Regions from separate parts of the Gossypium arboreum genome. Here region 2 is linked to region 1. Evidence: chromatin contacts called from public Hi-C data. All regions are on one chromosome and are shown on one strand. Each heading gives the region's core, a stretch centred on a gene start, on an enhancer-like site or on the middle of the called end of the contact. The rest is flanking DNA. Distances are from core to core; before and after follow the strand shown.

Region 1 (7,670 bases), core at 1,503-4,002:
GAGAGAGAGAGAGAGAGAGAGAGAGAGAGAGAGAGAGGGAGGGGGGAAATAGGGGAAAAAGAGAGGGAAATAATGTAAAAGAAAAAATAATATGGGTTAAGCTTTTTTTAAAAATAGATTTAATAGCTTGACTAACGGAGGTACCATCTTAGGAAAAAGTAGTTAAGTGCCACTTGTGACAAAAAGAACATACCAAAATAGAAAAAAAGAGTATAGTTTAGATGCCAATTTGTGAGTTAAGCCAATAATTAATTTTATACTATTATTTAAGAGTTTGTTTGATTGGGTTAGTATTTATCATAAACCAAGTCTCATATCAGTTGTCAAATTATCAAAAACTTATTATTTTTGAATTTTTATAAGATCTAGAAAAATAAACATACATATTATGCCATTTGAACCCAAAACATCATAGTTTTTACTATTTCAATTTTACAATTTCAATCGAAACTAGGGGCGTGCATAATTTAATTTTAACCAAATTAACCAATTGAATTGAATTACTTTGATTAATAGGACGGCTACCGAATCTAATTCAGTTGGGGATCGTTTAAGGGTTTTGAAAATTTGAATAATAGTCTATTCGGTTTGAAACAAAGTAATTAAACAAATTAATCGACTAACAAAAATTATTAATAATTAATTATTATAAGCTCAATATATTAAATAGATCTAATATATTATGTAAGCCCAAAATATAAAAGTTAATGAATGGACTTACAACTAATTGGATTTATTCAAATTATTATAATGGGCTTAAAATCATAATAGATTTACATTTAAAAAAAAAAAGCCCTAATTCTTTTTCCTTTCCATGATCAAACTTAAAACAAAGTCTAGGTGGGTGCTGCTTGACACCAAACCATCTTCTATTCTTCTTGACTTCTTTAATTTTTTTTTTTTTTTTCATTTCATCACTGAAGCCTCAAACTTTCTTGTTTTTAATGTAGTGTTTGTTATGACGCTTTTAAATTAGTGTTGCTTTTTTTTATTATTTTTTCTTTCTTTTTGAATTAAAACAAAGAAAAATAACATTACAATAATATTCTTTTATGTTTCAAAATTATTTCAACAACAAACAAAAATCATATAAAACTTTCAATTAATTCGATTAACTGTCCGAATTAACCGAAATTTTTATTTGATTAAAATTTTAATTTAATTAACGGCTAAAATTTTTATTATTTCAATTAATTTAATTAATAACAATTCAATTCAAGTATTAACCAAATCTAAATATCCCAACACCTCTAAATTCTTTCCCTCGTCTGTAACTAAATTGTTGGACGGAGTAAACTCTCCGAACCTGAGGTTTTTCTTTTTCAATTTTTACGTCATTATAAAAACGTGAGGCTTTTATAATATTGAAACGCGTTGGAACTGGTTTTCCAACAAAGGTCAAAATCATAATATATGTTTGAACTAACACCAATATTTAATATTAATATATCATATTTTATATACTTATATATGCTTTCCTTTTTCCCACAAATTCAAGACATTGACATTTTCAAAACTACGAAAATATAGAAAAAAAATTTATTTATAAAGAGATACCAATTAATTTTAGGACGAATAAACTTTTCATGCAAATGAAAAAATCATTGTACAATAATATTTTGCATTATTGTATGATTTTAAATAATAATATTAAAATATATAAATAATTATTTGATATATTATATAACCATTATTTAAATAGCAAAAACAATATATATTATCCATTTAAGTGGGATTTGGGCATTTTTAAAACAAACGTGTTATTCGTGAAAATATTATATTATTAAATATGATAAGATTTCTTAAAAGTAATAATAATTATAAATAAAAAAAAAGCTAATTATTTTAATTTTAATCCATCAAGCTATAAAATAGACCGTTGACAAAACGTTATCTAATCTTGACCGTAGATTAGAGGCGGCTATAATCTCAGCCGTCAATCAAACGCGTCCTTCGTTTTCTCGCGCGTTTTCCTTCCTCTTTCCTCGTAGCTAAGACGAAACGAAGCTCTCTTTTTGACTCGCAAAGGTTTACTGAATTGTCAAACAGTTTTAGGTCAAATTCAGAAAAGGTCCCTGCACTATGTGTTCTTAGTTGATTTAGTCCTTATTGTATGATTTTATATATATTTCCAATTCCCTAGTCCAACTTTTTTATTAATTCCATCAAATAATTTGACATGAATATTTATATATTCCACTTAAAAAATTCTTTTAAAAATATATATTTATCAAATTGTGTAAAAATGTCAAGTTTTATATATATATATATATATATATATGTGATATCACCATATGTTTTTAAAATGTAAGGCATATTAAATTACTAGTTTCTTTCTCATTTGATGTAGGAGTTAATTTTATGTATTAATTAAATAAAATTTATTTTAAATTTAATACTAAAATTAGAAGAATTTATAGACGTGTAAAAAATGTAAAAACATAAAAAATATATGTTAAAAATAAAAAAATTTGAAATACTATCAAAAGATTTTAAATTTTATTTATTTAAAATTTTAAACATGTTAATTAAATAAGCTGTGCACATCAACTTTCGATCTTAGACGGTAATATATATGATTTGACAGGATTTATTGAAAACAACAAATTTCGTAAAATAAAAGACGATCAAATTATAGTAGAAGGACTAAATCATTAAAAAGTACATATTACAATGTCTTATTTTAAAATTTGACCAAAATTTTACTTTACGTTATTTTTTTCCATTATTTTCTCTGTATATAAAGCCTTTGGACTTCTCTGTATTTCCTCAAAGAGAAAGAAGCGAAAAAAGGAGTCAATAAGCAAAACAGTAAAAAGAAAAAGTACCGAAATGGCTGACGTTGCTCCGGGAAACGCCGGCGGTCAATTTGGAGATTTTCCGACGATTCATACACATGGAGGTCAGTTTATTCAGTATAATATTTTTGGAAATTTGTTCGAGGTGACGTCTAAGTATCGGCCTCCGATCATGCCGATCGGTCGTGGAGCCTACGGCATCGTCTGGTAAGCTCTTTACTTTTTTTTTTTTTGGCTCCTTGTTAGTCCTTTTTTGTTTGTTTGTTTGATGTTTGATTTATACATATATTTGGATTTTGAAGCTCGGTGTTGAATTCGGAGACAAATGAGATGGTTGCGGTAAAGAAAATCGCCAACGCTTTTGATAATCACATGGATGCTAAGCGCACGCTTCGTGAGATTAAGCTCCTTCGACATTTGGATCACGAAAACGTAAGCTTTTTTCTTTTTTTTTCTATTGTATTTTTGTTAGCAGAAGATAACAAAGAGTAAAAGAGCACAAATGTTAAAAGGTTTTTGAGCCTAATAAATCATTACTGGACAACGAAATGGAAACCTTAATTCAAAGATTTAAAAACGTTCGGCCAAAAAGTTCAAGAATTCCTTTCCCTCACAGCAATTTCAATTTGAACTACTTATAGTTTTAGTCCCTCCATTATGTTGAAATTTGAGATTTAATCTCTTTAATTTACTTTGACATAATTTGATACTATTATTAGAAGGTCCAAATTGATAACAGCTGCTGTTAAGAGTGTTAAGAGTATAATTGTTGTTTGATTGTAGTGTTAATAGTGCTAACAGATTCATGAAAATCTAACAGTGTTTTCAGTTTGGATTTATTAATAACATTATAAAAATTATAAGTTGAGGGTCAAATTATGTCAACTTGAAGTAAATTGATTAAATCTCAATTTTTTAGCACATAGTTGGACCTTTTAATTTCTATTTTGTTTAATGTTAAATTGATTCTGAAGTAAAGATCTGTGCATGATGAACAGGTTATTGGAATCAAAGATGTGATTCCTCCGCCTTTAAGGAGGGAATTTACTGATGTTTACATTGCGACTGAGCTCATGGATACCGATCTTCACCAAATCATTCGCTCTAATCAGGGTTTATCTGAGGAGCATTGCCAGGTATATTTTTTCATATTGCTTAACTCTTAATTTGCATCTTTTTCCCCAATGTTTTCAATGAACATCGGAGAAAAATGTAAAGAATCTCAACTAAGTTTTATTTGTTTTGGAAGGTATAATGTTTGTGTATATATGTGCGTGCATGTTGACTTTATTTCATTTTGTTGTGGGGTATGCAGTATTTCTTGTATCAAATTCTTCGAGGACTGAAGTACATACATTCTGCCAATGTCATTCATAGAGATTTGAAACCCAGCAACCTCTTGCTGAATGCTAATTGTGATCTTAAGATTTGCGACTTCGGTCTCGCTCGGCCTACTGCTGAGAATGAGTTTATGACTGAATATGTTGTCACGAGGTGGTATCGGGCACCGGAGATATTGCTAAACTCTTCAGACTACACTGCTGCCATAGATGTCTGGTCTGTTGGTTGCATCTTCATGGAGCTCATGAATAGGAAGCCTCTGTTTCCAGGCAAAGATCATGTACATCAAATGCGTTTATTAACTGAGGTAAGTTGAGTAGGAGCTACCAATACCATTCTTAATAACATGGTCTAGATTTACACTAATTGCAACAAGGGGAAAGATTGATCAATGAGGAATGGAATAATCTCCAACACAAGAGACATGTTATAACTAATTCTCTGATTGGGATTTCATGCTGATAGTACCTTTGATTAGCTCAGCATTCTACACTTCTAAAGTTTGGTTTTTATACTTAAAACAAAATACTTGTAGCTGAAGATGCCTCACTAACTTGTATAAAATTGCATTCTTTAATGTGGCATGGGATTTAAATTTGAGGATTAGTGATAGTGTTATGATTTTGTTATTTCTTTCTTTGGATAATGACTTAGCAATGCCTTGATTTATAGCTGCTCGGCACACCAACTGAATCCGATCTTGGATTTCTCCGGAACGAGGATGCAAGGAGATATATCAGGCAGCTCCCAGCACATCCGCGCCAATCACTAGCAGAAGTTTTCCCACATGTTCATCCATTGGCCATTGATCTCATTGACAGAATGTTGACATTTGATCCGACCAGAAGGATTACTGGTAAGTGCTACATTTACAATCAGGCTCTTATTAATGCAGAAATGTAATTTATTAAATACAATTATTTGACCTTTTTTATAGAAGAAAATGTTCTCTGTTTGATAATCATTATGAAACTGAAAGCCATCCTGTATGATGTGATCTTATAGCTGCGACGAATTACACAATTCTTATACTTGGTTTATATACAGTTGAAGAAGCATTGGCACATCCTTACCTCGAAAGATTACACGACATATCTGATGAACCGGTCTGCCCCGAACCATTTTCTTTCGATTTTGAGCAGCAACCATTGGGAGAAGAACAGATGAAGGACATGATTTACCAGGAGGCCTTGGCTCTAAATCCAACTTATGCTTAATAACAAAATATAGTTCTATCTTCTAAATCCGTCATTTCAAGTAATGATTTCTACAATACCTTGTGGTGGCTCATACAGGCCGGTGGATTGCGGATTGAGAGATACTTTTTGCCTCTGCAATAATCTTCGAAGCGGTGTCGCTGAGTCTGCACCCGTGACTGCCATTGATGTTAGGCTTTCACGAGGTCAGTCCACTTGATTAATTTATGTTTTTCTCCTGATGTGCGTTTATATGTTATTTGTTTGATATCTTATGCATGTATAACATGCATTTTTATATGCTGTATTTGGTTAGTGACCTAGGCAAAAAGATCCTGTTGTAACAAACTAGCAATGAAAATTGACATTATTTGTATAATTTTTGTCCATCAAATGCAATTTTTTTGAGTGTTTAACTTACAGTTGATATGCTGTTGAATAACTTTGCCATACAACATCAAGACTCCAAAGGACAATCCTGCCCTTTTCTTTATTTAGTATTGGATTTGATAGAAGTTTTTTCACTACATAGAAGCTTTGAAATTCGTATGGCTAGGTGAGTTGAAACCAAAAGGTGTATGTATGACTGCAATTGAGCCTTATCTTGCTCAAACTCGAGTGCGTGAAATATAAATACGAGTTTAACTTAACTTAAATATGTTTATATATATATATTTTTTAAAGTTTTTCTTTGCATATAAAGGATTTTTAAAAGTCGTATGATTGAATATAAATATCAATAACAAATATTTTAAGAGAAATGAAGAATTTGAACAACGTAATTCACCTTCCTACATTTTCATGGTTCCAGGCATCTAGGAAGGATTAATTTATTATTTGGCCGTATTGATGAAATCTCGTTTTGACTCGAAAACTTAACTTAGTTAATCAAGATATGAATCCGACTGAACTCAAGTTGACCATAAAAAATCAGGTGTAATAAAAAAATAATAATAATAATTGCACAAACTCAAAATAACTCTTAACATAAAATAACTTGAAATATAGATAATCTTATTTAAAAAAACCTAACAAATAAATTTAAATTAATCCCAACTTAAAAAAAACTCCCACCTAACTTTTTTTTTTTTGTCGAATATTCATTTTTCATACATTTGAACATGCATATAAAAATAGCATGCAATGAGCTCGTGTTTAATTCCAAATATTAATTCTGAAATGGAGTACTTGACATCAAATGGGAAGAAGGGGGATTCCCCTCGGAACTTGGCATAATAAATATTGCACGTTTTTCATATCATTGGTCTCCGTATAGGACACAGAAAAGTTCGCCATGTGATGCCATAATTTTTGACCATTATTCTAGAAATTAACTACTGACAAACAGGAATTTAAAAAAAATAAACTACTGACAAATAGGGTAAAAAGATTCAATTAAAACCAAATTAAGATAATCTAATTAATTCGATTTGTTCAGTTGGATTTTAGTTTTGAATAGGTTGAAGGAGTTGATTCAAACTTATTAAATCAGTTGGGTGTCAATTTTTCGATTAGATTATGTGATATTTATAATATGAGTTCGAAAAAATTAAACGGAAAATATATTTATAAAAATTAAATCATCAATTAAATTATAATTGGAATGGTAAATATTGATTTTTAATTATTTTATTTAAAAATTTTATTATATTAAATAAAAGAATTATAACAATATTTATTATTTTTAAAAATAATTTTTAAGTTATTTCCTAATTAAATTGATGTGAAGGGTTGTATAATGATATGAATAGGTTTATATGTCAAAAAACTCTTAAATAACTGCAAAAAATCAATTAAGTTTTTGTATTAAATTAGTATTCAATTAAACCCTACCATTAATAAAAAATTTAATTAAGTCTTTTCATTAATATTTTTTACTATGTTTACCGTTAAAAATTAGTGACCAATCAAACATAACACATGACAACTTCGGTTTAATATAATATTTTCTCATAAAAATAATTAAAAATTAGAATAAATTATAAAAATCATAAAAAATAATTATTAAAACTGATATAAACTTATAAAATTATAAAATAATAATAACTTAAAATATTATAAAAATATAAAAATCTAATAAATTAAAATAAATTATAAAAATATAAAATTAATAAAAATATTTACAATTTTATAAAACATATAAAAATTCTTAAAACTTATAAAAGAATCATAAAAAATTATTGAAAATTATAAAATGATTAGAAGTATTAAAATTAATATAAATTTATAAAAATTATAAACAAAATAGTAAAAACATGAGTTGGACCGACTCAATCGGTTGGACCAGTTAAACCGAGACTGACAATGGTACCACTCCGAAGAAAGCCATTAGATT
Region 2 (7,670 bases), core at 3,684-6,183, 150 kb before region 1:
CATTGCTGAATTTCCCAATAAATCACCTATAAAATGAAGCCAACTTATGAAAGCTTCGAACATCTTTAAAATTTGTGGTGTAGGACCTTCTCCATATTTGGTTTAATGCCATTAGCAGAGATGACAAACCCCAAAAACAATTTGTATTACACAATTTGTGGATCTAGCATTATGAAAGGGGTTTTGTTCCTCACAAAAATCAGATTTATCAACAAACTACCTTTCGATATGTCATACCATTGTGTGCACATTCCAAATCTCCATCTAGGTTCCCACTTAAATCTTGTCGTAGCCAAGCATAAATAACACAACAATTCTTTAATTGCACATCACAATGCAGCCATTTCTGCTTTTTTATTCCGATTTCCTCTTTCTCGGCCTCTAACGTATTGAACCATGGCTTAAAAGAAAACCTTAAGATCTAATTAGGCTCTAATACCAAAATTGATGAGGTTTAAAGAAGAAAACATCAATCAAAAGAAAAGCTGTATCTCTAGAACCTCTAGTTTCTTCATAATAATATTATGTCTATGAGTCTGTTACGATATATTTATAATAAACCTTCTTGCAAGCGAAGTTACTAGACTTTTTGGCAAATAAAGTTTCTCTTAACCCTAGACATAATTCTTAAAAGAAAACTAATGATCTCAGCTGTACAAAATAAAACTAAATATTATAAAATGAACTGAAATAATAAAATATTTTATTATAAAATTAAGCTCCTGTGTCTGGTAATTTGAATTATTGGATTGATGAAGTAAATATAAAAGGCGTCTGACCTCTGGTCAGTACTGACTATTTAAATTACTTTTTGGCATACTTAACAATAGATGTGTTTCGAGGATTTCGTGTTGCTGTGCATGAAAACCTTTTTTTTTTAAATATGTCCTGCTGATGGAACTAATCTATTGATTATTTCCACATTACGGTTCTTTTGTAACCATACAACTCCCAATGTAATCACCAAATTTCTTCCCTGTTTTACCTAAAAAGAATGAATAGGAGTATCTGTTGCTGCTTTCTGGAGATTGTTTGAGTTCATGAACCAGCTATAATCTGCACAGATCTGTTTTTGACCTCTAATATTATTAACCTCGCAATTAAACTTGCTAGTCTTGTTGGTTTAACGCGGCAGCCATCTTAACTTCCCTAATGGGGTTTTAATAACCAGCTATAATCTGCTGTTTGCATGCTTGGAATCACGTGTTTTTGGGGCAACCCTAAATGGGTACCAGTTTTTCTAAAATTGGGTCACATAATGTTGCATTAGAGAGGATGATACTTCTTAATGCCCATTTATTCCAAAAGTTTTAGTTAACCATTTGCGTTTCCTTAATTGCAGAGTTGATCCCCTTCCTCTGCTTCAATACGGAGCGGATCCTGTTTTATCTTGAAGAGGTCATCATCAGCACACCTCGTTGTGGTACTTTCCGTATGCTGTTCAGGATTGATTTTTTTTTTCTTTTCTCCGAGCCATGTATTTAGTAATTCACTGTAGTTTTATAGATATTTCCTTCACAAATTTGAATTTGCACAATGTTAAATAGGAACAGACTCTTATAAAGATTCATTCATTTAACTATATTAATCTAACCTTTTTCTATCCTGCTGCTCTCAACTTCATGTCTTTGATTAAAATTGGATTCGTTGATTCAAAAGTCAAATACAAATGTTATGAAAGTTTCACAGTTCCCAAGTCATTTTTCAATCTTCTAATCATGATACTGATGACTAGTTATAATCGGCTCATTTGATTAAGTTTGTGTCGGTCAGATTGTTGGTTGAGAAAATACATAATTAAATTGGATTTAACTGACTTTTTTTTTTATTTGTTTTAACCGAATTTATCGAATCTGTCAACATTAAGTTGGTTAAATCCAAATTGGTTAACGTCGGAGGCTGTCAATTAAATCTGGTTGATAATTATACTTAACTCGAAAAACTTGACTCTTAAATCAAATAATTCAAACCAAAAATAAATTGAACTTTGAAAATTTAAACCTAAATTGAATAACCCCAAAATTAATCAACCTGCTCAATTGACAGGTGTATCTACAAGTAGAGGACCTCAGCTGGAGCTCCTTCCCCATCAATAGAAGATAAACGTTGTTTCAGTAAGAACAAAAACTCTCATTTGGTCCAAAAGGAAAACAAAACAAAAACAAAAATAAAAATGTGGAGATAAAAGGAAAGGATGACAAATTACAAAAAAAGAATATCAGTTGATATGGGGATACACCATTCGGCTTTGGTTTAACTTGGGTAGCTGCAGACGGTTATTTGCAACTGGGAACTATCCTCCGCATCAGTGTATTGTCTAATGAAAGCCCTTCTCCACCAAACTTCAAATGCTCTCTGGATATTGGGACAATCATCCCCTTTATTCAGAAATCGGTCGAACCACTTCAGCAAAATAGCCTGTTGTTGCCTCATAGATAGCGTAAGAATTGTGTGGCTCAATCCATCTTCTACTAGTTTCTTGTCTACCGATTTAGATGCTCTTCTCATCCACCCAAAATCATCATAAAGTGCTTCCAACCATGTCGCCAGCAGCAAGAACCGGCTTTCTTTACCTACCAAGATGTTTCCTCTACCTATTGCAATACATAGTTGAGCGGTGATCCTACTGATTTCGTGCCGGTACATGGTAGGGATCTTTGAATGAAGCTCTGCAAGTTCCCTTTGATCTGCCCACAATTTCACAAAGTCGTTTGCCATTCTCTTTTCTATTAGAATATCAACGATCCACTGCAAATTGTCAGCTTCTCGAGCTATTTCAGCCATTAAAACTCCTCGATCTCGCCTACTACTGTCAATTGCCGTAGCTTCAGATAAGCAGAGAACAAGAGAACTGAGACATCTATGACAGAGATGATAAAGGGTGTCTTTCGAGACATCAAACCGATTGTCATCATCAAATGAATCTTCTCTAAGTAACCGTGAAAAAAGGGTCTTCATTTCTCGACGAGCTTTATCATCCTTGGCTTGAAGAACACCACTAAGAAGGTTCAAGAGGATGCCATCCGATCTTGCAGAAGTAGATGGTTCAGATGATACTCTCTGAAGAACTTCAGTCATCGACCCATCAAGCTCAAGTTGGCTGAGATGAGATACAACTTTTTCCTCTTCATCCTCAGACCACGGAACAGCTTCCAAATACTCCAAGCAAGAACTAATCCCTGCATCAAACATAATGGCTGCAGAAACCTACAAAACAACAAACACTAACATTACAAATGCCTTCACTTCAACACAAATAAGAACGAATGCAAACTTGTATATATATATATATATATCATAAATGGCAATAATATAAGCAACGTGGTAGATATAGCCAAAGAAAAGATCCTCTTGTGGTTGATATTTGATTCATCAAAGAACCTAAACATGCCTTAGCCATAGTTAAGTGGTTCGGCACATGACAAACACATGAAATATACAAATTACAGGGCTTTTCTTTTGTACTCTCTCTCTCTATGTATGTACGCATATGTGTGTATATATATTGCAGATATAACAACCAAAGCAAAGATCCTTTTGTGGTTAATATTTGGTAGATCAAAGAACCTAAATATGCCTTAGACATTGTTAAGAAGTGGTCAGGCACGTGATATATATATCTATGTATGTATATATAAATTTCTTTTCTTTTGTACTATACAATTCACTTTTGCTTCAATTTCAAGGAAAAGTTTGGCCAAGAAAACAGACATCCATTTTAAACCTGTCTATAATAAAATTTTTCCATAGATTCAAAAAAACTTAAGCAGCAAGCAAACGCTCAAAGGATTTTGCATGAACTAAAATCAAACTAAATAGATTTTTTTTACACATTAAAGAAACCCCAAAATTCCTAATTGGCTAAACATTGCATGAAGATATGAACTAAAAAAAGAAAAACTTGCAGTGAAAGAAAAAAAATTAATTAGAATTTAGGATTAAAAAAAGTAACTATATACCTTAAGCAAAGCCAAGACTTTGGTAACATTTTCACCAATCAACCTCTTCTTTAGATCATCACAATACATCAAAACAACAGTTTCAACATAAACCTCAACATCATCACATTCACTGATTTCCACTGTGTGAGACACTCCTTTCTCTCTCCTTTGACTCAACTTTTCAGCAAAGAACCTGCTTTTCTCAGACAAAACCCTCCTGTGCACATCCATTGCCACCCTATAACCATCTCTTGACACTACGGTCAGCTTAACATCACTTAATCCTAGCCCCCCGTTCTTGAAGTTATAGGCTTTGAGCTCAGTTAGGAACTTAGCAACTCGGCGTTGGGTCTTTTTCCGAGATTCTTCAATGGTTTTGGACCCACGGAGGGCTTCCTCTGACATCATCTCGAAGAGCGTCGGGTTGTTGTGACTCGGCCGAGCTGACTCTGTTGTTGGAGGAGGAGGAGGAGGAGGAGGAGATGAGGAAGGAGAATAGGGTCTTGATGAGAGAGTTGTTCTTGATGGAGAGAAAGATAAAGAGAGTGTTGGGTCTGAAATAAACCCTTGTTTTATCATTGTTGATACTTCTCTTGAAGCCATTGAATTAACCCCTCCAGAAAAAAAAACTTTTCAATAAATAATATATTATAAAAAAACTGGGTTTTTCTTGAATTCAAGGGAGAAAGAAAAAAAGGAACTATTTTGATACCATTGATTGTTAAAAAGAAAAAAGAAGCTTGTTGAAAAGTGTATAAAAAAAACTGAGTTTTCTTAGAATCAAGAAAAGACGATTGATTTCTTGCCAAGAAGGCAATCCTGGGAATGAAGGGCGGGGGGGGGGGGGTTTCTTGCAAAGAAGAGGGATTTTTATTTTCCTGGGAAGTTGAATTTTCTCGGGAAAGTAGAGAGAGAGAGAAAGAATCCAAGAAGTGGAAAGCTTTGGATCTGTGATTTAAGAGTGTGTGCCACTCACTGTAAAGTAGCAAAGCATTGGCAAAAGAGTGTTCTAATTAAGGGGAAATGCAGAAGCTTAATTAACCTTTTTTCTGTCTAATTATAGTTTTAGTCCCTATACTATATTGAAAATTTAAATTTAATCCTCTATTTTAATTTGATATAATTTAGCCTTTTATTTTCATCCAAATTCAAACTATTATGACTTGTTGCCATTAAACTGATGATATATTTATTAAAATAAATATAAATTTATTATTGATTAAATATGATTAATTAAATTTTCATATAATCCTAATTGATCTAATAATAATAAAATCTATGTATCATCACTTTAATAATAACAACTAAAATACTATCAATTTTGACCTACTAATATCTGACAAAGGTATTAAAATATAAAGTTGAGGATGATAAAAGGAGACCTTTTCTTTTTCCCATTGCATAAAACCTAATGTAGGGAAAAAGAAAGGAAGGAAAATGAAGAGAGAGAGAAGATTGGAGATTACTTGGGTACACGTGTGAACACGTGACTTCTGTGATTGATAATGGGACCTCCTTCACTTCATTCATTCATTTGCCTTAACCAAGACATCACACTTGTCTTTCTTGAAACTTCAATCTTCTCGTTACCTTCTATCATTGCCTTTTATCTATTCTTTTTACTATTACTAAACTACGACACTTGAATTTTGTGTTAATTTCCACGATTGATTTTTATGGAATTAAATATACAGTGATAAAAGCAAACCTTGGTTTTATGCAATGAAAGGGTATTGTTGCAGTCCAACCGTAACAAATGGCTTTTTTAAATATCGAATTTACCTTACAAACTTTATGTCATCTTTATTTAGGTCACTGTGTCATATGTATGATTGCCCCTCTGCCTTGCTGCTTCTTCTCTTTTTGCAGAGAATGGGTTGCACACTTGTCTTTACAACATCCTCCTTTTCCTGCAATTTTCACATATAATCCAATCCAATCTAAGACAAAATATTTATATATATACATGCATACATGGTAATTCTTAAATGGCCTCATTTAATATACCACGTCAAAGTGAAAAACGAAAAACAAAACAAAACAGGGTGAATGAGGTTGTCGGCCATTATTTCACTTGAGACATCTAATCAAAGATGAGTCTCCACCTAAAATTAATCGGAATGGATTTACGGTTAATTCGATTTATAATTTTTAATAATTATTATTGGATCAATGGTAAAATCATTTAATCCCGAATTAATAGTTGAAGCATTGAAATTTAACCATAAAATTTGATTGAAACATTGGATTGTTTGAGTAGAAGAAATAATTCGTTGTTTCCCGGTGGATTTGATTGCGATTCTCTTTCACAATAAAGATCATTGTTAGGGATATAAGGGGACATGAAGGACAGGGATGTAGGGCAAAGAAGGGGGCACAATGTGTTCAAAACAGTACACTCAAAGAAAATTATGGTGCTTTTAAGAATCTAAAGAATAACCCCCAAATCTCCTTACCTGTACTGATGATATAAAGAAATTAAAAGGAACAAACTGATTTTTATTTACCAATCAACAGGAAAATTACATTTTAATCCCAAAAAAGGAAAAAGGAGAATACAACATAATGCTAGCATGAGAGAAACACACAACATCTATAAAACCAGAAGCCTCTAATGGTGAAGTGATAAAGCATTCCAAGCTTCTCAGAAAATATTAGTTTGTAAGTCCTGTAATTGAGGGTCCATTGCTTTATCTTCTTCCTTCGTAGTTAATTCAGTTGCAGAGATGGGAACTTCAAGCTCAGGTGGAGTCTGGGAGGGCATTCAACAAATGTCAACACAGTTAAGAATCTAATGATAATATGGAAAGTGGATTGGGGCAATTAAACATCAAAAACAAGAAATAAACATGATAGCTATTCTTCACACTGTGTGTCAATTGGGCAGGCAGTACTATAGTTTTTAGATCGGTTTTGGGTAGTTTTGAATTCAGATCATTTGAGTTTGTCAGTCTTTAGTTACTTGTTAGTGTCATTTAAGGTTTAATCATTTCGGGTTCACAACATTATTTATTCAAGTTATTTTTAAGTTTAGATTGAACCAATTTAAGTCGTTGGTGAGTAATGGTCAAATCAGATTGAATTAAATTCATATTCGAATTAATCAAGTTAAATTTATAAATTCAAATCATGATTGTCAAATATTTAGATTATACCCTCGAGTTTAACTTATTTCATAGTCTACGTGATGCAACCCTTCTTTTAAACATCTTTCAATATTAGCAGAGCTATACTTGCACATACTAACATAACTCACCCAAGTTTATGAATCGAATAATGTTAGATTATGCTATAAAAAGTTCATTTAAATGCAAGGATAACGAAATTACCATCCAGCGAACGAGAGCCCAATTTACACCTTTAAAGAATGGATGTCGCTTGATTTCATTGGCCCCTTCACGTGCACCTAATCTGTTCTTTGGATCTCTATGCAATAAGCGGTACATTAACTGCTTTGCATGCAGACTCACCTGTTTTCACTCAACCAAAAAAAAAAAAAAAATACTTAACCCTAGCCATAGCAATACTTGCTTCAACTCCAAATTAGAGCACATCAGTTGTGGGAGTTCTATATATAGTCATCTCCCTTGCTGAAACACCAGATTTCTGAAAATTAATTACTTTTTTTTCCTATATATTGGATTATATATAACGGTAAGGGGTAGGGGTTGTCCAAAGATTGAAGTGAGACTGATGTCAACTGAAGACTTGAATATAAATCTTTTGTCA

What was found. A called contact is a pair of places that touch in the nucleus more often than the background predicts.
Region 2: a contact with region 1 is called in a Hi-C map of leaf, with 3 times the contacts expected there. The contact joins the promoter of LOC108461388 here to the promoter of LOC108461603 in region 1. A contact is called at or near these places in 4 of 5 Hi-C or Micro-C datasets (all in leaf).

Annotation. Positions count from the first base shown.
Region 1 is chr1:6,413,767-6,421,436 of ASM2569848v2, reverse strand. LOC108461603 (mitogen-activated protein kinase 3) reads left to right here and starts at 2,752. Exons shown (of 6, transcript XM_017761490.2): 1 at 2,752-3,005; 2 at 3,101-3,230; 3 at 3,797-3,934; 4 at 4,114-4,446; 5 at 4,812-4,995; 6 at 5,187-5,714. The coding sequence starts at 2,833. The coding sequence ends at 5,356.
Region 2 is chr1:6,567,076-6,574,745 of ASM2569848v2, reverse strand. LOC108461388 (BTB/POZ domain-containing protein At5g60050) reads right to left here and starts at 4,933. Exons shown (of 2, transcript XM_017761227.2): 1 at 3,960-4,933; 2 at 1,981-3,207. The coding sequence starts at 4,544. The coding sequence ends at 2,254. It overlaps LOC108464175 (phototropin-1), which reads right to left. Exons shown (of 24, transcript XM_017764321.2): 23 at 7,271-7,411; 24 at 6,420-6,693. The coding sequence ends at 6,586. It overlaps LOC108463964 (DNA-directed RNA polymerase III subunit 1), which reads left to right. Exons shown (of 27, transcript XM_017763996.2): 27 at 1,343-1,618. The coding sequence ends at 1,394.